Linked DNA regions of Mus musculus: region 1 is linked to region 2. Evidence: chromatin contacts called from public ChIA-PET data. All regions are on one chromosome and are shown on one strand. The core of a region is the stretch at or near the end of the contact, and the rest is flanking DNA. Distances in the headings are between cores, read along the strand shown.

Region 1 (4,244 bases), core at 1,537-4,036, 550 kb after region 2:
GATACCCCCTGAGGTTCCCACCCATCTCAAGAGCAATTTCTTCTCCAGAGACTTCAATGAATCATAATAGACCTGTCTTAGTTAGAGTTCCTCTTGCTGTAATAAAACACCATGGCCCAGAGCAACCTGGCAAGGAAAGGGTTTCTTTCAGCTACAGTTCCACAGCATAAGCCATCACTGAAGGAAGTCAGCGCAGGAACTCAAGGCAGGAACCTGGAGGCAGGAGCTGGTGCAGAGACCGTGGAGAGGTGCTGCTTACTGGCTTGCTCCCCCATGCTTCCTTAGCCTACCTTGTTATAGCACCCAGGACCACCAGCCCAAAAGTGGCACCAACCATGTCCAAACATCATCAAGAAAATACACCATAGGTTTGCTCACTGGCCAATCTGGTTGAAGCATCTTCTCTTCCAAAACGACTGTAGCTTATGCCAAGTTGACCAAACAACAAACAAACATAAGAATGAGCATAGACCTGAAGGATGTTGAGGTTGCTTGGCTATCCTACCCCACAATTCCTGCCACAGGTATCCATGGGAAAGAGGGGGAAGCAGGTTAAGTTCCTCAATTCCTAGAAAAAACTGCCATCCATTCTGGGATCCACCAAATGCCTGCAAAGTTCTTCCCTGATACCCACTTAGATGGCTCTCAGATCAAGTAAAAGCATGAAAAAGCTTAGAAGCATCTGTGGCTCCCAGAGATGGGATGGCCCACACATCCTCTTTGTTCTTTCTGGCGATGTGGAAATCTCAGGGCCTTATACATGCTAGGCAAGAGCTGCGCTAATGACTATCCATCCCCAGCCCCCAGTCAGCTCCTTTAACCAGTTAGACATTCTACCTTACAGCAGGCACCAGCAGCCATGCCTGTCTGTGAGTTCTCATCTCTCTTGGAAAGAGGAGCTCTCCTTGGTGGGAGCACTCAGCCTTGGTCCATAGGACCTACTTGTACCAGTACCATTACAGACTATGTCAGGGCTCCCTTCCTGTTGCTGTGAACAAACACTCTGACAAAACAAAACAAAACAAAACAAAACAAAAACAAAAGCAAAAAACAAACAAACAAACAAAAACCCACAACCACCTTAGGGGAGGAAAGTATTTATTGGCTTGCACTTCAAGGTCACAGGTCGCAGTCCATCATTGAGGGAAGTCAGGAAGGAATGTCTAGCAAGAACTTGAAGCAGACACCAGGATCGATGCTTCCTGGCTAGCTCTCTGGCTCACTTGGACTCATACTCAGCTAGATTTCCTTTGGTTTGTTTGTTTGTTTGTTTGTTTGCTTGCTTGCTTGCTTGCTTGTTTGTTTGTTTATTTAATGAAAGAAAGGGCCTCATCCAGGCATGGTGGTACACACCTTTAATCCCAACACTCAGGAGGCAGAAACAGGCAGATCTCTGGGAGTTCAAGGCCAACTTGGTCTACAACCCAGGCCCAGGGATAGAGCTACCCACAAAGAACTGGGTCCTTCTGCATCGGTGAATAATCAGGACAATCCCCCACAGTCATGCTCACAAGCCAATCTGTTCTGGGCAATTTCTCAGCTGGAGCTCTCCTCTCAGATGACTCTGGGCTGTGTCAAGTCGACCATTCAGGTTAACTTTAGAGTAAGCAGGAAGCCCCTCTCTCATCTTCAAGGTATCAGAGAGAGGAGGAATTACCCATCTTGGGCGGTCAAAGGAGATATTTAAAAGTCCCATGTCAACCTCAGATAGAAGCTAGTTCAACAGGAAGGTCAGGATTTGAGGCACTCGTCTCATATGCACAAGGCCCTGGGTTCCTTCCCCAGCACCAGACAGAAAATAAATCATAACTTCACCAACAGCAAGACACTCACATAAACATGGAATAACTGCTCATCCTCACTCTTAAAAGGTCAGTGTTTAATGACGATGACTGTCCTCCCTGCACAGAAGTTGAAAGAATCAAGGTGAGAAGTGAAACATCAAAGGCATCTCTTCTAAATCCAAATGTACCGTTTCTCAAGCCCACATCAGCTTTCCAGAATGTAGTAAGTACTAATGCTAACTGGAACTCTGACTACGGCTTTAGCTGCACTTAGTTCTAAGTGCATTTGGGCTTTACTAATGCTGAAGAGACTAGGGTTGTGCACAAAAAGAATTAAAGCAGAAAAACACGTTGGCTGGCTAGAGTAGTTGGCTACCATGAGTGAGGCCCTTAGTTCAATTTCCAGCACTGCTGTATGCCTGTAATGGAGGTGGTGGCAAGCAGGAAGATCCAAAAGTCAAGGCTGTCCTCAGTCACATAGCATGTTACAGCTCAAAATAACAGTAACATTTTGGGCTGCATATACATATATATATGTGTGTGTGTGTGTGTGTGTGTGTGTGTGTGTGTGTGTGTGTGTGTGTACACATACACGCTTCAGAGGACCTAAGCTTGATTCCCAGCAGTCACATTGGATCACTCAAAATCACACGTGACTCCAGTTCCAGGGGCATCCAGTCCCCTCTCCTGGCATCCACAGGCACCAGGCACACTCATGGTACTTACATACAAGCAGTCAAAATACTCATACACATAAATCGCTTTACAACTAACAGGGGTGGTGATAACTTGGTTCAGCTCCACAACATTTTGAAGATGAGTCTTTAAACTTGAGAAAACTGCCCTGTAGAATTTGCCCGCTTAGCCTTTGCTGGCTTATCCGAAGAAATAAATGTATAGAGAGCCCGTGAATTGGCCACTGGGGAAGAGCCTGATGAAATACACGTTGTTATTCAACCAATCCTATTACCATCATTATTTCCATGCTGCCTGGTAGACAGAACCCAAACTTCAGTCCAGATCTGAGTCACTTTCAGTCAGCTAAGGGATGGATCACCCAATCAGCTAATGCTGGGGGGTTGGTTTGATTTGGGGGGTTTTTTTTGTTGTTTTTTTGTTTGTTTTTTGTTTTTAGATAATCCTGAAAAATGGATCAAGATGACAAAGAACATTCTGGAAAGAAAGCACAAAGTCCTGAAATGAAAATATAACCCATTTCTTCTCAGCTTGGCTCTGCAGACCATCTCAGAAAAGGATGTTTTTACAGAGCAGAAACGTGACTGGCTGCACCTCCATTTACACTTCTTTGTTACAAAATGCATGTGACTTGTTGGGGTTCCAGCCTCGGGAGAAATCGGAGGCACTGGTGGTTACTTTCCGAAGTGAAACTTCCAACCACAACCTCCGGTGCACAAAAGGCGGAGTGAGTCACAGGAAGAGGCCACTTGCTTGCAAAATGCATTAAAAGTAATGCAGGCTGAATGGACTTCCTGCACCAATGAACAGATAGCTGGCATCGGGACAGGCTCCTCGAGGCTCCCAAACATTTCGGGGAGGACGAGACCATTAGAAATCTGGGCACATCCACCTCTACCCTGTTCCCTGCGTTCTCACTCTGCCCAGGCTGCCAGACCTGCTGTCTCCCAGGCCTGTGGCTCCCATCTGAGATTCCCCAGGAAGGCAGATCTGACTGGATGCTTCCACAGGGTCAGAAGGACACCTTGTGACTTAAGCAAGCACCTGTGGCTCGGTCTCCAAGATCCTTTAATACAAAGAGGTGAGGTGGTCTTTGTAGCAGCTTCTCCCGGTTTGAGCAAGTGGGGTGGAGCTGATGTGAGTCCTAGGCTGATAGCATTACAGCATTCCTGAGCTGGCCAGATGACAGACGTGAGCCCGGGCCTGGGCTGCAATGGTCCACAACATGTGAGTGCATCCGAACCCCATAGGACTTATTAAACTATTCTCGGAGGCCCACACCCACTGCTAGGGTCGGTAGGTCTAGGATAAGGTCCTAAACAATTTTATTTTTAACAAACTCCCAGGACAAACTCCCAGAACCTCCAGGGCCACAAAGAACAGATTTTAAATCTCAACAGACTGGCCTCCAAAGCTCACTTAAAGATTTGGGCCTCGGATTGAGCTCATCCAAGGGACATCCGCACTGAAACAGTCCCCTGAAGAAACTCCCCTGCCTCCACACAAATCCAACCCACAACCTGGCTGGTCTCCAAGCCTGGGACCACAGGGAAAGGCCTTTGTCAAAGCAGAGGCTGTTTTGAAAGGCTATTCGGTCAAACAAGAACCAACTGTGCCCCCCTGTGGCCACCGGCTTTCACTGACTTCCAGGATCAGCTTCTCTGGTCAGACTCTGCTTCCCTTTGGGGACCAAGCCTGGCTGTACCACAAGTGATAGCAATTATCCTCTTTGGTGCTACAGGATAAAAAGAGAGGTTACAAATG
Region 2 (4,460 bases), core at 115-2,614:
TGCCTCTAATCTAGGATTTGGTTAGACTGACCTGAGACAGTATATTTCATTTCCTTCAGAACCAAGGGCCCATTTACACTCTGGCAAATCTTCTCCTCCACGATACACAGCAGATTCTGGCAGAAAAAGATGCCCTTTAGCGGCAGAGGGCAGGTGTTTAGATAGTTACCATGGCCAGGTGTCTGTTTCCTTCCCACTTGCTTAGATGTCACTGCCTTTTGAAAAACACATTTCTGTTTATTTAATTGAAAATATTCTACACATGCAAGCTAACAAGCATGATAGCAACCAGCATTCACAGCTGTTCCCCCCTCCCCCACTTTATTTTAATTGAAGTGGACGCTGCTCATAATTATCAAGTCCATTCTGAATTCTTGAAGGTCATAGGCAGAAAAAAAAACTCTTGGTGTCAGTAAATATTCACTCAGCTGTTTGTGGATGTTGGTGAGTGTGAGTAACTGCGAGAAATGGGGAAGGGGTGAGATTATTGATGATCTTTTCATGATCCTGGTTAACGTTAAAGGGGAGTTAGGATCGGCAGAGCTGTTCTAGTTTGTAAGCTGTTAGGTGCTGGAGCTGGCTGCAGTGACCTCAGAAATCATCTTCCCGTTCACTCTGACAGACAATGTTTCCCTGAGCTGCTGACTTCTCACTGCTATAGAAGGGGTGGGCTGCTTACAAGGGAAGCTAGGAAAAGGAGAGTGTAGAATAGATCACAGCTCTAGTCGTGTAGACCCAGTTTAGTTCACAAGTCACTGAAGCACTGAAGGCATATTTTTATCCCCAGAGCCCCACACTGCCACTAAACAGAGTTCGGGTAAACCAAATTGGCATCCTGGACTAAAGGGTCAGAGTTTCGCAGTCTGAAAGCCAGAAAGTAGCAGCTGATGAGGGCTTCACAGAGGGCCTGGGGACAGTCAGGCTTTCAGTCCATCTGTCTGTCCTTCCCTCACCCCCCCCCACTCCCACTTCCCTTCCATTTTAGCTCTCCATATGCTTATTTGTGACACCTGGATAAGCATTTAATACACATGTGTTTCTCTAACTCAATATTTAATGAGAATCACACAGACTTTTCAAAAGCTTTAGAAGAGATCAAAGGACCAAAGCAAACATCCCTGGGCAGGGGCTGGGGGTGGTCAGTCCTTGGGGAGAGCTCACATCCAGACGTAGAAGGCTTCCTTGCCTGTTAATGGCCCAGGAAATGTCTTCCATGCAAGAAAGAACAACTATCCCTTCTGCTGATATATAGGACAGCATGCCAATTTAAACTCAGATTTTAAAAATGTTTCCTTTTACACTGGCAACCCCCCACTTCCTGCAGCAATCTTTCTCACTCTGTGCCCTCAGCCAGCTTGTTTCCATTCCATAACACTCAGCTCAAACCTCACCTCAGGGGAAGCTCATCACTCACAGCAAGTGGTTCTTCCAGAACTTTCCTCTAGCTCTTGGAGGGAGAATTGTAAGAGACTCTGCCTTATTGATTTCCCCATCCAGTTCAGTACCTGTAAAGAGTTCTCCCCAGAGATTATCAACTGATTAAATCAGGGGGTGAATGAATAATTGAGAAGTTATTCTCTGCATTTGAATTTCTGGTAGATGGAGCAACTCCAAGCCTGTCTCACCTAACTCATTCACATTTCCCAGTAAGATGATCATAAGAGGCCTGATTTCTAGAATTTTCAAATTCTCCTGAGCTTTGGGGTCAGAGCCATGGAGTAATCTGAAATAATAGACCTAATATCACACGCCCAGTTGCTTAACGGAATTATGGTATGAAAAAACTTCTTCCGGGTTCTCAGGACGTGGACCAGTGGGCGTGACTTTTCCAAGGATCTATGAACAACTGTCTGGTTCCACAGTCAGGGCACAGAAAGCAGACCAAGGAACAATTACACCTAATTACAGCTTGGTGGACCAATGAGGCTGCTGAACTTACAGATATACAGATGTTTCCAAGACAGTTGTCACTGAAAAGCCCCACCCAGCACAGGCTATGTCCCCAGAGCTCTGGCTGCCCTTGACATTCCTGCTTGAGGCTCTGAGTGTTAAGATTTCAGCTGTGTCCCACTGCACTCAGCTTAATTTTCTTATAATTTCTGGTATCCATTTTTAATACTTTTCTTCGTTTGTTCTTGCAGAAATATCTCTCTCTTCCCCCTGCCCTCTGTCTGTGTGTGTGTGTGTATGTGAGTGTGGTGTATGTGTGTCTGTATGTGTATCTATATGTGTGTGTGTGGTATACGATATGTGTGTGTATGTGTCTGTATATACGTATGTATTGTGGTATATTTGCATGTGTGTGTATGTATAAGTGTGGTGTATGTGTGTGTATGTGTGGTGTATGTGTGTGTATGTGTACCTGATTATATAATCATTTGATATACATTTTTATATTCATTCCCCAAATCCTCAAACCAAGTATAGTTGCAGCTGTATTCGCTAAAATATATTTGTTTTTAAATTTTATGTATATGAGTAATTTGCCTGAAAATATGTGCACCACATGTATGTGTGTACCTACAGAGATCAGAAAAGGGAATCAGAGCCCCTGAAACTGGAGTTATGGATGGCTTTGAAACACTATGTCAGTGCTGGGAACTAACCCCAGGTCCTCTGCAAGAGCAACATCTATTCTGAATTGCTGGGTCATCTCTCCAGCCCCTAACAATTGTATTCTTTAGTTTTCATGTAGCCCCACAATCTAATCCTCTATCTCTGTTTTCAGGTCTAGCCTCTGACTCTTAAGAAGTGCAAGTTCTCATTAAGTGCTTCTATACCAATGCATGCCCTCAGCCAATCTGAGACATGACCTGCAAACATTTCCAGGAGAGCTTGTGAAACCTCTGCCCAGGTGCTTCCTGCTGGGTGGACTCTGGTGGATCTGTGGCTTTCAATCTACACACAGCCAAGTTCTATGGAACTTCTTTGCATGGAAAGGTAACACACCCAGGATGATGTCCAAGGCCAAGGTCCCTGAGAGTGTGGATATATGGATGCTGTTTCTGCCAGTGAGAGATTGCCGTGCTCTTCGTCTTGTTTAGAACGTCGGTCGAATGGAACCCTCAGGTGCCTTCCTTCTCTTTCTTCCCTGTACTCTTTCCTGTCCCTGTCCTCTGAGACTTGAGCACATTTCCCAGAGCTGGCATCTCTGCAAGTCATCACTATGATGATCATTTTCTCAACTTAGCAACACATCAGCTGTGACAGCGTTCACTCTGTTGGCCTTTCAATGACATGGTTGAGCAAGTCCTTCTCTGAGCTAACATTTCACACAGCCGAGGTTTTATCTACCAGGGAAGCTAATAGGAAGAAACGGTGGAAATTCATCTCTAGGTACTTGTGTCAGGTTCCTGCCCAGGGATAGCCCCAAATGGATGACACACACACACACACACACACACACACACACACACCGGTCTAATCAAATACTTGACCCCAGGAATGAGCTTTCAAAAGACAGCAGGTCAAACAAGTGTCTCCCTGGGGGAGATATTTCCATGGAGTTCCCCGTGAAAAACAAGCTAGCTGCTCATGTTCCCTGTGTAGCTATCTTAAGTTCTTCTGAGAAGCCAAAGGGCCACAGTCCCAGTGTCCCAAGTCCATGGTATTTCGTTACTGTTAATAGGGCTCCATTCAGACTACTGTGCTGAGGACTGGCCTTCAGGCTTGTGGGTTTTGTTTTTGAACTCCAGGCTGGGGTTTGGAACAAGGTTAAACACCTGAAACAACAGAATTTGCCTAATCTAGAGCGATCTATTCCCTCACCAGAGATCACTCTCTGTGTTATTTTTATTTTTAAAGGGAGTTAACATTTAACACAAGCGTTAGCATGTTCCCACCACTCTGAATGGGTCTGTTTGTTTCCACTTGATTCTCTGTTACACTGTTGAACCTTGCCTTCCTCTGGGTTCAGGGAAATTTTGAGTATTAATGAGGATCAAAGACCCTGAAGTTTGAAAATGTTTTTCAACCATGTACCTCAGTAAACAGTTTCTTAAAACATTTAGCAATTCGGCAAGCCTGATTAAGAGGTGAACAGAAGTGCTACAATTGGTATGATGGTGATTTTTAAATTCCTATATGAAGCAAGGAATGACCAGTTGTGCGCTTTGTATTAAGCACCTTGGGGAAATGTCCAGGGATGAGTGCTTCTCACATTGGTCAGCAGCAGCAGGACCTGAGATTCTGACAGATGCAGATTTCTGGGTCCTACCTGGAATCTGTTGAACTGAAAATTTACCAGAGATTACTGAGTGAGTCTGGGAAGAAAGCTTAGTCAGAAAGCCTGCCCAATGCTGAAGACCGGAGTCTGAGCCACATAAGAAGCAGCCACGGAGTAAGCCAGACATGGTGGGCTGGCCAGGCTAGCTAATCTACCAACCCCATGTCCCAGTGAACAAACCTATCTCAAAAAACAAGGTGGAAGCCACCAAGAAATGATGCTTGAAGGTGGCCGC

What was found. ChIA-PET counts read pairs in DNA pulled down with a chosen protein or histone mark.
Region 1: a contact with region 2 is called in an RNA polymerase II ChIA-PET map of memory CD8 T cells, with 22 read pairs. The contact joins two enhancer-like sites. A contact is called at or near these places in 1 of 15 datasets of contacts at CTCF or cohesin (large pre-B cells), 6 of 115 datasets of contacts at active chromatin or transcription factors (the NIH/3T3 cell line, acute myeloid leukemia, astrocytes and 3 more) and 1 of 9 other capture datasets (embryonic stem cells).

The regions. Positions count from the first base shown.
Region 1 is chr12:16,529,390-16,533,633 of GRCm38.p6, forward strand. No RefSeq gene overlaps it. Among named protein-coding and RNA genes, the nearest start is that of Lpin1, 58 kb to the right of the region's middle. Within about 2 kb of position 2,787, at least 209 of the 459 cell types and tissues checked have an H3K27ac peak or open chromatin away from gene starts, as enhancers often do. A contact at or near this core is called in memory CD8 T cells, where this site is marked.
Region 2 is chr12:15,980,592-15,985,051 of GRCm38.p6, forward strand. No RefSeq gene overlaps it. Among named protein-coding and RNA genes, the nearest start is that of Gm36235, 33 kb to the right of the region's middle. Within about 2 kb of position 1,365, at least 32 of the 459 cell types and tissues checked have an H3K27ac peak or open chromatin away from gene starts, as enhancers often do. A contact at or near this core is called in memory CD8 T cells, where this site is marked.